Linked DNA regions of Mus musculus: region 2 is linked to region 1. Evidence: chromatin contacts called from public Hi-C data. All regions are on one chromosome and are shown on one strand. The core of a region is the stretch at or near the end of the contact, and the rest is flanking DNA. Distances in the headings are between cores, read along the strand shown.

Region 1 (6,189 bases), core at 1,800-4,299:
AGGTCAGCACTGTCCCTGGCCTCCAAGGCTAGATGCTAGTAGAACCTATCCTCCTGAGATAGGGTAAGCAAAACCAGATCCAGACATAGACGAAGGTGGCCCTGGGGACCTATTCTCCAGGTGGAGCCTGTCTTACAGGCACAGTGAGCAGAGTGTGACTTCACAGTTGTTATTGAGCAGAGTTTGGGGGACATGACAGAAACAAAGTTTCATGGAAATGAAGAAACCAAGGGAGGGGGAGGCTCTGTGGGAAATCAAAGCAGCTGAGAACCACCTGTGGGCAGATCATTGGGGACTTGTGCTGGTTTGGAGACGGTATCGACCACTCGAGGCTAAGGCAGAGATTAGATTCTATACAGCCTTGAAAGCTGGTGTCAAGGGTGATATTGGCCCAAGTGCATAAAACGAGGCATGCTACATATTCTTTCCCAGGGCTCTGACTAATCTGTGTAGCTATTAAATAACACAGCTAATGAAAAAAAAAAATCCAATTCATGTGGCTGTACTAGAAGGAGAATGGATCGCTATCATGCCCCGTAACTGGCTTTTCCCACACAGTACAGATGATCCCAGGGACAGCCACTCAGAAACTTAACACTCAGGTGTTCTCCCCTCAGAAGCAGGTAATGCATCCCACCTGTACTTCACCTGGCTGGAATGCCAGCGCTTGGTGCCAGTCGGCTCAGGTTAGACAGAACCTCTGGTGCTCATTCATGTAGTCAACCAAGGCACTCAGGGATACATTACAGCCCTGCCGCCTCCCAGCCAAGGCTCCAAGCTGTACCCCGTGGATGCAGACCAAAACTGTGGGAACCCAGTGCCACTGCGAGAGATCAGATAACTGGTCCCCAAATAGAAAGCATTCAATTACCCAGCCTTTGCTTGGATGCCCCCTATTAACCTATGTACACCAGGCATCATTAGCAAACCATTTATAACAAAATTGTAATGGAGAGACCCAGAAATACCACTTTAGATTAAGTAATTGAATGCCCCTCAGTGAAAGATCGATAAAGGGCATCCAATTTCACCCTAGGAAAAACTTATTAAATTATTGTAGCTAGAAGCCGATAGAGTAGAAGAAAGATGTATGAAACTTCAAAGAAAATCTGGATGGACTTCAATAAATAGCTTCATTTAGCTGAAACATTCATGTATGCCCTCCGGGGGGGAAAGGGGAAAATAGCTAATTACACGATTTCACTTTTATGTTTTAAGGGGAAAATTTTTGATGGGTCTTAATTAACCTTTACTAAAAACACAAAGCCTTCTTCAGTTAGTATGTCTGAATGCTAACATCTTTCCTTGGGCTATGTATATGAACATACTCTTTTTGTCAAGAAGTATTAATCAGTAAGTAGAGGAAGGCATTTTTTGACTCAGCTCCAAGGTATCATAAAGAAACTGCCAAGACCAAGAAGAAAGCTAACAAGAGTTCTGTACAAGCAATAAGCGATATCAGTCTGCCTCTGTGTGTGTGTGTGTGTGTGTACAGATGCGCATGTACACTCACGTAGAAGCAAGAGGCTCGCATCAAATGTCATCATCAATAGGCCTCCTCATTATTTTTTGAGACAACATCTCTCAGTGATACCTGGAGCTCACCAATTTAGCTAAACTGGCTGGCCCACAAGCCCCAGGGATCCGCCACATAGATGCTAGGAGTGTGGGCACAGGGCCTTATTTTGTAAGAGCTTGGCCAATTAAGCCATCTCCCAGGTTCCAGTGTCAATCTTATACTTGAGGCTTTCCAATCAATTAGCAGAACTGAGTCGCTCCTCACTTAGACATTCAGTGTTCTCTAGCTTGTAGAAAGCACATAGCGATCAGGGGCAGGTCAGGATTCCAAGGGACTTCAGACAAGTGACTTATCTGGGTCTTTGTGTTCTCAAATGGTACACAGGCAAGCATAGATCACCCACAGCTTGGGAGTTAAGAGCCTGAATGTTGTGGCCAAATTGCTTGGATTTGACCTTGACAGGACATTAAACCTATCTCCTCTCTGTTTCCTTGAATAAGAAGTGAGAATAATCAAAGGAACTATAGCCTACCAGTGCAATTGGTATCAAGTGAGCTAACACATATAGCTTACTTATCAGGGTAATCTATTGTAAACACTTAATAAATGTTAGTTAATATTTCATACACATAATGCTGGCATACAGTATTACGAATGCTAATTATTATTCATAAATACCATTTAGGATAGATTGCATTACTGGGTTTTATTCATTATTCCTCCCTATAGTCTCACTCTTGTCATGGGAATCACTTTGCACTTTATAATAAAGGAGAAGACTATTTCTTCATCCTCCAGTTTGAGTCAGGTGACCTGCTTTGGCCAACAGGATGAGGTAGAAGAGACCACCTGTTGGTCTCAAGCCCCAGTGAAAAGGGACAGGGCGTGTCTACTCAACCCAAGCCATCTTTGCTGTCATCACTAGAAGAACATGGCTGGGTTGATAGAAGGATGACAGACACGTGAAGGAAGGCTGAGGCCAACATTGAGGAGCTGTAACCCAGCTGACCCAGTCATCCCTCCAGAGATGTTGTTCTTGTCATTCACCACACAGTACAAGCTAGCCAGTATCCTCTGCTAAGTATCCTCTGCTACAGGTAGCGAAGCCATCGGAGCTACAAATATCAGCTTTAACAACTGTGTAACGAGCTTCACAGAGTGCATGCAAAGCTTATGAGGGGCCAACACAGGCCAAGGCAACTCACCAGAGATGCAGTCACTTACGGAGTCCGTCCCTCATTCTGAAAGCCTCTCTTCCTTAGCACCAGAAGCAGAGAATTCCCTGCTGTAGCAATGATGGAAGCCAGAAGGGAGTTCTTCTGAGGTTAGGCCACAGCCACCCTAACACACCACACTGTCTTCAAGCAAATTTGTGTTTATGATAGCCATGGCTGTTTTGTTCCAGTTATCTAGACAACTGACCCCCATCCCCCAATGGGATAGACAGGCCTTCCCTCTAGCCTCTGTGTGGTTATTGTCATTTCTCTCTGTGTCCTCTTCCCCTAGCAAGCTTGTGCTGTAATCTGACCCTGATAGGTTCCTTGCCAAATTTCATCTTTCCTGATGCCTGGAGTCTCTTATCAGTGCTTCCTCTGCAAGTATCCCCTTACCAGGGTCAGCAGGCGCTTCCTGTCTGGCACCAAGTATGTGTCATATGTACCACGGGAGTTTTATTTTGTTCTTTTGAGATAGGGTCTGCTGTGTGACAAGACTTTTCCTGGGGAGATGAACATCTACTCACCCCAGATAATGAGCCCACAACAGACCAAAGCACAGACACGGCTAAAGTTCAACTTGGTGGACCAATGGGTTTTACTGGGGTTGCTTATAAGAATATGGGTGAGGCATTACTTACAGAAGCAGAAATGACTCAAAGATAGCTGCATCACCAAGGCCGACCTCAGCATAGGTGACAGATAACAAAAGCTGGGAAGCCTGGAACATACTGTACAGTCGACAGGCTGCTCAACAGGCAGGAGAGTGTCCTTTCCAGGTGCCTCAGTTGATCTAAATGTTGTGCAGGCAGCTAGGCTGGTTTCTGCTTCTTTCGAGCATCTGGTCTGGTCTGAGTCTTCTTCTCAGCTTGTCGTGTCTGAGAATATTCTTGGAGTTCAATCCCCTTCCATCTGAGGCAACTCTCAGCTTTAATTGCTTTTATTTTGGCAGGGAGGGGCCTACTGGATCTGCTCAGTTTCAGGGACTTCCTGAAGCTATTTTTGAGTTATTTAAGGATGGATATGGGAGGGATACAACAGGGTCTCACAATATGGTCCTGGTTGCCCTGTAACTCCCTATGTAGGCCAGGCTGGCCTTGAATTTACAGAGATCTCTGTGTGGCATCCTGGGACCAACAGCATGCACCGCCATATCTTGCATACCACGGGAGGTTTTATAAATTATATACTTGGCTGTATAATAATTTCATCATCAATATTGTTTTTGTTAGTAACAATGACTTTTTATATGCATCACAGCATAGACAGAGTCCATAGAAAAAGCTATCCTTTCATGGCCCGTATCTGTGGGAAACCAGCATTCTCACAAAGATCCAATCTCCATAGCAAACAGCTCTCCTCTCTCTCGTACCCCAGAGTGATACCCAGAGCTTCAATTTAGTAGAGAGGTGGAACACAGGAAAAAGGGTTTCCATGAAGTCAAAGCATTAAGCTGGTCCTCAAAGTAGGCAGACTCACCTTTTAACTCAGCTCAAATGTTACCAACGCTATGAACTCACACAATAAACTGAGCCATCCCGAGACTTAGATTTCCACGAGTAGTGTGGGAGTAAAATCAATGGTGCCCTCCAGCATGAATTTGAAGAGACAGAAAACGAATAACCTCCACATGGCCCACAGCAAGTTTCCATAAGTAAAACCCAGTCTTTGCATCATTAGAAAGCGCCTCATGCCCTCGCCCCAATGCTACCTGATTTCTACTCACCTATAAACCTATGTCTGGATGTCCAACTTTCCCTACCTCCATCCAATGTGAGGACAGGAATTCCAGAAAGAGACAGGTGGCATGCTTATCCCTAAGTGTCTGAAGGAAGCTAGGAAGAAAGTTGTGACAGAGAGAAACCCACAGGGGACCCTAGGAACTTCTAAAGATCCAATTCATGGTGGGAAACCTCTAGCATATCTTGAAGCTGACAGTGGGTATAGTCGAAGCCCAGGTGAACCCATGCTCTCTAGAATTATCAACCAGGCAGGACAAGCCTATAGGCACCTGCTCATCCAGGCCTGCCTTCGATAGAGAAGAGGTGCAGCATGGTTCTTTGCTTCTCAAGTACATGCAGCTCATAAGAGACAGATAAGGTAAGAGATTCAGGAGCCTGGCACCCCACCTTCACCATCTGCACCTCCACAGACTTCAGCCCATCATCTGGCTTAGCCTCAAGTGGTCCAGCAGCTCATCCAGGCCCGTGGTTCCTTCATTTCCTGGCTCCTTTAAAACTCAACCTAAAGATCAGCTTCTGTCTCCCAGGGGCTCTGCATAAGGAGGAGAGGGAGACTCAACCAAAGAGGAGGAGATGACATGGGCCACTTTCAAGCCTTTTTCTCCAAATCCCTTAGAAGCAGAGGCACTGAGTCTCATGCCATCTCAATTTCCACTTGCATTCGAAGCTGATAGGGGATGCTGGCTGGTCTGGTGCCATGTGTCCTGCACAGAGAAGGAGCCATGGAAAGCAAAACAAGCCTGTGCCAGGTGCTGATTGGAGGAGGAGGAAGAAGAGGCAGTCTGGGTGCACTGACACACCTGAAACCGCAGAAACATAGAAATGAACTTGCAGAGCAGGCAGGTCCAGGAGACTCCCTGTACAATAAGTCCCTCGTCACTCTTGCAGGCGCAGGTAAACAGGCTCGGGTCTATGATGTTAGTTAGCCAGGTTGTAGCAATGCTCTCGAGGCTGAGCACCAAATAGACACTTCCTTGAAAGGCTGTTTCAAAACCTGACAGCCTAAATACCCTACCAGCATGGCAGAGATCTACTGAGCAGGGAAGGGTCTGAGCAGAACTTCCCACATCTCTCAAACCAGACTCAAACCCTGGCTGGTCACCCTTAGGAGCCGTGGCCTCTTTCCGGGCCTTAGCTTGATCATATGGAAGCCATGGCCTGGGGACTGCCCCTTTTGGTTTTAACACTTTCAGACGTAGGATCTGAGATTAATTTCTCTTTAACAAAAACCTACCATCATTGCTTCCTTCTGTCTTTTGCGGCTGCTCAGCATCTAGTTTTCAGCAACTGTTAAAAGCTGGCACAGGCTTTGCTATCTCAGCCTCCAGAGAAGCCAAACAGTCAATCTTAAAGTTTCATTCATCATGGGTTTTCTCCCACTAGAAGCCCACCCTTCCCCCTTCCACCACCATATCTGTCCATTACATGGTATCAGCCCCTTGCACCATACTCAAGCCTGCATTGGGGGGGGGGGGAGCACAAATATGAGGACCACACAGCCCAGAGCTCAGGAGCATCTCGCTAACTCCACAGCAAAGACTCCAGGGACTTCCAGAGACATGATCATCTTGTCATTCCAAAACTGTTCAGCCCCATGACAGGAGCAGTCCTAAAGCACCCACCTGGTGCCAGGCAATCTGTAAAAGACACACCATGGCTTAGGGGCTAGAGACACCCTAACAACAGTAATGATGCCTAGAGCCACAGTCTCCAA
Region 2 (6,189 bases), core at 1,634-4,133, 190 kb after region 1:
GGGTCTACAGCTTGAATCCTGATTCTTTTTTTTTTTTAAGATTTCTTTTCTTTCAAATTATAAGTACGCATACACTTATGTACCGGTCTGTGTCCGGGTATGGGTACATCTGAGTGCCGCTGCCCACCAAGTCCAAAATAAGATCATTGGATCCCCTGAAACAGGAGTTACAGGTGGTTGTGAGTTAGCCAATGTGGGCTAAGAATTTAATTCAAGCTCTCTACAAGAGCAGCAAGCTTTCTTGACCTCTGAACCACCTCTCCAGCCCAGTGAAGCCAGATTCTTAAACAGTCTTTTTCATAAGGGGAACAAGAGGATTCCCAGCTGGAGGGAGGGTCATGAGCTGTGCTTAAAGATAGTTGCTGAATTATTCCCTCCCACCAGTCCCACTGCAGGCAGTATTGACAGGAAGGGTCCAGCTGGGCTGACTATAGAATTCCTTGACCAATCTAGGATTGCAGAGTGTGTACCAATATCAACCACTCTCCCTCATCCCACCCCACCCCAACCTTCTCTCTGGCACATAGTAGGTGTTCAGAAAATGGCTCTGGGATAAGCACGTGGTCACATGGCTATTTCTGAATATACTGAAAACAGCCCAGTGGAGTCCAGCTTTCCCCTTCAAGCCACGTTGAAAGAGAAAATGAGATTCTCCAAATATTCGCATGGTTGTAATTCATCTTGAAATTGAAATGTGTTTTCCCAAATTACCCACTGTGGCTGGTTTCAAAGAAGTTACATTCTTGTAGACTTTAGCTTCAAGATAGAGCATGTCAGATGCTGACAGTGAAAATGAAGGGTGCCCCCGGGATGCTTGAAAAGACAGTAGCAGAGCCTGACAGCTTATCCTCCCTAGGATGAGGCCCCAGTCAAAGAGGAGCCCCTGCTAGGATCTGGGAGAACTCCTGCATGGCACCAGCTGCTGGGCCTCCCTAGGGCCCATCCTTCTTTTCATTAACCTGGGGATTGATTCAATAAATCTCATGGCTTCTGATGTTCTGATACCCAGGGTGTGAGTTGACTGGACCCAGATAAAACATCTTACACAAGCCCATATCACTCGTGTGTTAAGAGACAAACATGGGCTGGGGAGATGGTTCAGTGAGTTAAGTACTTGCTATATAAACAAGAGGACCTGAGTTCAACCCCTGAAATGAATCTAAAGAAAATTGGCCATCGTGGCATATACCTGTAAGACCCAGAGGGACAGGAGAGACAGGCAGACCCCTGGGGCATCCAGCCCGTTGGTAAACCGAGAACCACCCACTTTTCAGAACTAGGTGCTCCCCCACCCCCAACTCTGCCTTCAGTGACTCAGTACCAGTGAGTCCCATCATCACTAGCAGCCAATGCTAGTCGGGTCACATACTTTTTTCTATACACTTCTGGCCTCTCCTCTTCCCTTCGTCCCCTCCCCACTTACCCTCTTATCCTCACTCAGAGGTGGTCTTTCACTCCCCCACCCTCCATAAATCTCCTGCATGTTGTGTGGTGTGATTTTTTTTTTACAGCATCCCTGGGCCCTCTGATTGCCAGGAGACTATTTTGCCCTTACACATCCAACCTGACATAATCAGCCATCTCAGGCCAGTGAAAGACCTTGTCTCAAAAACAAGTAGACAGCACCCGAGAAACAGTACCTGAGATTGACCTCTGGTCACCACCACGCATGGACACATACCTGTCACCAGGGACCTAGAACTGCCCCCCTCTAGATAGCATTCAGTCCAACCGCAGGGATGACGGGTTGGGGACAGGAAGACGGTTGTGATATAGGTGCTTATGTGAGCAGAAGCCCCAGATTTGGGGTGTGAGAGAAGCTTAGGTAGGCAGAGGTGGAGTGCTGACATTAGGCCAAGAGCAGGTATAATCAACGATGTCCCTCTGTCCAGTTGCCACCTCTCTGGGGAGACCATCATCTTGATTTGGTTTAGCCTACAGGCTCCACTGGACCTACAGGTTTCACTGGAGACAGGACTGAATGGATGGCGAGAGCATGCAGAGAAAGCTGGGACTAGGCTCAGCATTGACCTATGAGGAAGCCTTAGGGGCAGATCCAGAAGACACGTATCTGCATGGACTTAGAGGTGGGCTCTACAGGGGCATACACAGAGAGCAAGATGGGCTGGGTCTGTTGCCAGATAGTTTCCTGAGTTCGGCCATCTCAGGAGCAAGTTCCACCTTGCTGGCAGAAACAGAACTAAACTCCTGTTTCCAGGCTGCAGAACCCAACTCTCTGGCCTCTTCAGATGGTCCATGCTTGTTTGTTAGCCAGTAAGGGATGCAAAGAGGGAATCTAGCCAAGGCACACAAGTCATAGTGTGCTGCCTGTCCCCACTTAATTGAGTGCGTGCAGCTTGCCCAGTCCTTGTTCTTTATCATTCTAGATTCCAGGTCAGACTCCAGGAGGGGACCTGACTGCAAAAGCTGACTCAAGGACCCTGAAAACAGATGACCCGGATAAGGAGAAGTCACCAGCCTTAACTTCCTTGTTTAACCCCTTATATCAAAATATGATTGGTTAATGCAACTGCCCACCCCACCTCCCCACACATATTTTGTGATCCCATCCTTTAAAAATGTCCTTCCAGGATGAAGTTCAGATCCTGAATTGGCTGACTCCCTGCACGCCGAGAGCCTCAGCTTTCTTGACTGTTAAGGTGGCATGGTGTTCATACTGCAGAATGTAGTGAGAATTGAGTAACTGATTATGGTCAGAGGCCATATGGTTATTTGTGCATGGTACAGTTGCTAAAGTACAGGCCCCAGCCCCCGTCTCACGCCTGCCCTGTCATGCCTGCCCTGCCAAAGGTCCTGCTTAAAGAAACTTTAATTCCTATCTAGTTCAGTATCCCAAAATTCTTTGGGGGAGTAGGGTTGCTCTACAGCAATGGGGGATGGGGGACGGGAGGGGCGGAGTCACTTAGGAGGCAGTCCTCCACCCTGTCCTCTCCAGGAACACTTTGCCTTAGTGTCTGCAATAAGCCACACATAATAACTATGGGTGCAAAGAGGTACCACTGAAGACAAGGCAAGGACCCACTGGGCCACAGTGGGGAGGGGCTGAGTGACCTTCTACATCTTAGAGATTTCTTTCTAGAAGTGGTGGTTCCTCCTCCAGACAGAACCTAGGATGCAGATAAACGTTATCCTCCCTCCAGAATGGATAACGGTCCCTGAGAACCCCATCCTCTGATGTCTGACTGAGCGAGCAGAGCCCACTCTCTCCCAAGTCCTCTGGGAGGTCTTCTAGTTGGTCCTGTGGGATTTGTTTTTCATAGTGCCCTCTGGTGGCTGGGTGCTTGCCATGAGTCAAGCATTTTCTTGTATCCAGCACTTTCCAGGGGAGTTGGGGGAAGCTGGACAGCTTCTTTTTTCAGACAAGGAAATTGAGGAATTCAAAGGTGAAATGACTCCCCCCAGACAGACCTTGCCTGGTCTTGTTTCCTCCAATCAAGTTACTGATGGAGATTTTTTTTAAAAATAAAAATAAAAGGAGACAGGCCAAGCTGGGACCTCCTCATGGGTCAGTCTGGGAGCCTCCCTCGAGGGCAGAAATCAGAGGTGGGTTGGCCTGGAAAATGGTACCTCCTGTCCTAGCATCTAAGAAGGTCCAGAGCTAAGAGGCGCAAGCAGCAAGAGAAGTGTACCCTACCTCACTCAGGGTGCCAAAGCCACTGAGAAGGAGCTCAGGGTACCCACATATACCTGAACACCGAGCACACGGGTATGAGCTACACAGATTCGGTGTCAAACGCTTGGGGGTACGTGTAGAACAACTGCAGTGTAGTCAGCCCAAAATGCAAACCTCGATCGTTAGCTTCTACTTTACCTGACAGCCTTCCTCCCACGGTGCTATAGCAAGCTTAGGGTGAACTTGGTGCCAAAAACGTACTCCTTTTCTCACACAAGAGCCAGGTTGGAATGTAGAAACGTAAAAATCCAGCAGGCTTCTAAGGGTGACTCCTGGTACCACTAGATAGAAGAATGGGGTTTAGATTGGAGCAGACTGGCCCTGTCTCTGGCATGTGACCTTAGCAGAGCACTTTTTCTATATCCATAAGCTTCTTCCATGCTCTTGGGAGGATCATTTCTTCAGGACAGACAGAAACACAGCCCATGTCACCATGTGGTACCTACTAATACCAAGTGACTAGTAATGAGAAGCTGAAATACCTTTGTGCCTCAAGGTCAGTGTTCTCTCTAGGGCCGGTGTTTTGTGTATATACATGCAAACAGGGTATTCTAGAGGTAGTGTGTGTGTGTGTGTGTGTGTGTGTGTGTGTGTGTGTATGTGTGTAGAGAGAGAGAGAGAGAGAGGGAGAGGGAGAAACAGCAGCAAATTTGATTTAGACACCTAATTCCATTTAAAATGACTTTGGCCATAAATCTCCCACTCTCCCTGAAGCACATTTCAGTGGCATGGACATCTTGGGATGAGGAGTCCCCGCATCCTGCATCCTGCTGGCTAAGCAGGACTATATGCACACTGAAGGCACCCAGAGACCCAGACCAACATTGAGTAACGGCTCCTCCTTATGCTTGTGGAAGACCTGCCAGCAGCTGCTTACAGAGCTAGCTTCAGTCAGCCTCCTCAACAGTCCAGAGGTAGCCCTATAGCTGTGAACAACTGTGAGGCTCAGATCCCCAGAATGGCTCTCAATGCTGCATTACTGACTCTAAATAGAGTGTCTTGTTGGGTCTCGATAAGCGACAAGGAGGCATGGTGGGGGTCATTCCCTTGGACAAGATTCCAGGATGAAATCTGGACCAAGCACCCTGCCTGTGACCTGGCGTAGATATTTAGTATACTTCCTAGATCCTGGGCTTGCTGGGGCTCAAAATATGGCTAAGACCAAAGCTCCAAGCCTAGGTGGTTGGATGTGGAGCCTAGATTGGGCACTTACCAGTGGGGAGTCATCAGTCAGTTTCTGAGCCCTCAGGGGGTCCGTGCCTCACTTAAGTAGTAGATATAATAGAGCTGAATATGGCAGGGACCTGCCACTGGAATGGTCTCAGGTCATCTACTGTCCAGGACCACAGGGTCATCAGTACAGCAAGAAATGCTTTCAGAAACACATGGACTGTAATATACGTAGACACCGAAGACTCATTGGCGTCCAGACACCCTGAATGTACTGACACAAGTCACATCTTACACAAATATATTGACACCCACAGACTCAGGGACACAGACATATATACACACACATCACTTAGATATAGGCACCTCCCTTCCACACATAAAAACTCCCATACCCGATAGGCCAAGTGGAGCTTTGACACAGGTGACTGGATGTTGTCACTGCACTGCCTATAAAGCCAGGGTCAGAGTTGACATATTTAGACACCTCCTACGTCCCTGAACCCACTCTACCTCATTCACCAAGCTTACCCCAGGATCTAAGAAGTTCTTAGTCTAACACGCTTGATAACATTAGCAACGCTGGTGGTACCTTGGCTTGGGATCATGACTGGCTCCAAATGGCCCTGTATCAAAGGGCTTTGAAGAACCCACCTTGCTCCTGACACACCTTGCTCCTGACAGACACAGGGGCATGCCAGAGCCTCACTCCTACCTGCCCTGAACCACTTTCCAACAGGAAAAGCTTTGAAACTAGCGTTTAAACACCAGCCATCAGAGGCCCATCAGCTGTGGACCTCAACCCCAAGGAAACATGGCGGAACAATGGCAGAACCAAGCTACCCTTGGCTCCTCAAGGGTCCCTCCCTGCCCAGATACACCCTCCCTAAGCCCCACCCTACAAGATGATCCTGGGTCACAGCACAGCAGGCAGTTCCAAATCACTCTTGTAGCCTGTACCCCCAATTCTCTAATGCCAGATCTACAGCCCTGGGGTCTCATAGCCAGAGGAACTAAACCCTGACAGGAGGAGGCTACTGTGGGGAGGGAATCTAATCACTTAGGAGCACCAAAACATAATAGGGAACAGGGCCTTCATGCCCTCTGCTAATGTCAGAAGGTCTGGGAGTTTGTGGCCAGGCAGAGGCCTGAGATCCAGGACCCAGTAAGGCTAAGAAGAACCAGGCAAGAACCCCACTCAGCAGGAACTGCTATAAACTGTCAAAGGCAGCTCAGGGCTCTCTGGGGAGCAGTCAGCAGGGAACCTATCTGACTGAGTCCCTGTCTGGTTCCCCTCCATCCCTTCTCTCCAGATAGCATCCAAT

The links. Hi-C and Micro-C count contacts between places; a contact is called where the count stands out from the background.
Region 2: a contact with region 1 is called in a Hi-C map of the G1E-ER4 cell line, with 2.0 times the contacts expected there. The contact joins two enhancer-like sites. A contact is called at or near these places in 2 of 15 datasets of contacts at CTCF or cohesin (large pre-B cells and pro-B cells), 7 of 484 Hi-C or Micro-C datasets (CD8 T cells, the G1E-ER4 cell line, the HPC-7 cell line and 3 more), 4 of 115 datasets of contacts at active chromatin or transcription factors (double positive thymocytes, embryonic basal ganglia, embryonic stem cells and 1 more) and 3 of 9 other capture datasets (adipose tissue, embryonic stem cells and liver).

What each region holds. Positions count from the first base shown.
Region 1 is chr7:132,275,737-132,281,925 of GRCm38.p6, forward strand. The region is part of intron 1 of Chst15 (carbohydrate sulfotransferase 15); the gene reads right to left. Among named protein-coding and RNA genes, the nearest start is that of Gm10584, 37 kb to the right of the region's middle. Within about 2 kb of position 3,050, at least 5 of the 459 cell types and tissues checked have an H3K27ac peak or open chromatin away from gene starts, as enhancers often do. A contact at or near this core is called in the G1E-ER4 cell line, where this site is marked.
Region 2 is chr7:132,468,243-132,474,431 of GRCm38.p6, forward strand. No RefSeq gene overlaps it. Among named protein-coding and RNA genes, the nearest start is that of Gm35147, 5.5 kb to the left of the region's middle. Within about 2 kb of position 2,884, at least 3 of the 459 cell types and tissues checked have an H3K27ac peak or open chromatin away from gene starts, as enhancers often do. A contact at or near this core is called in the G1E-ER4 cell line, where this site is marked.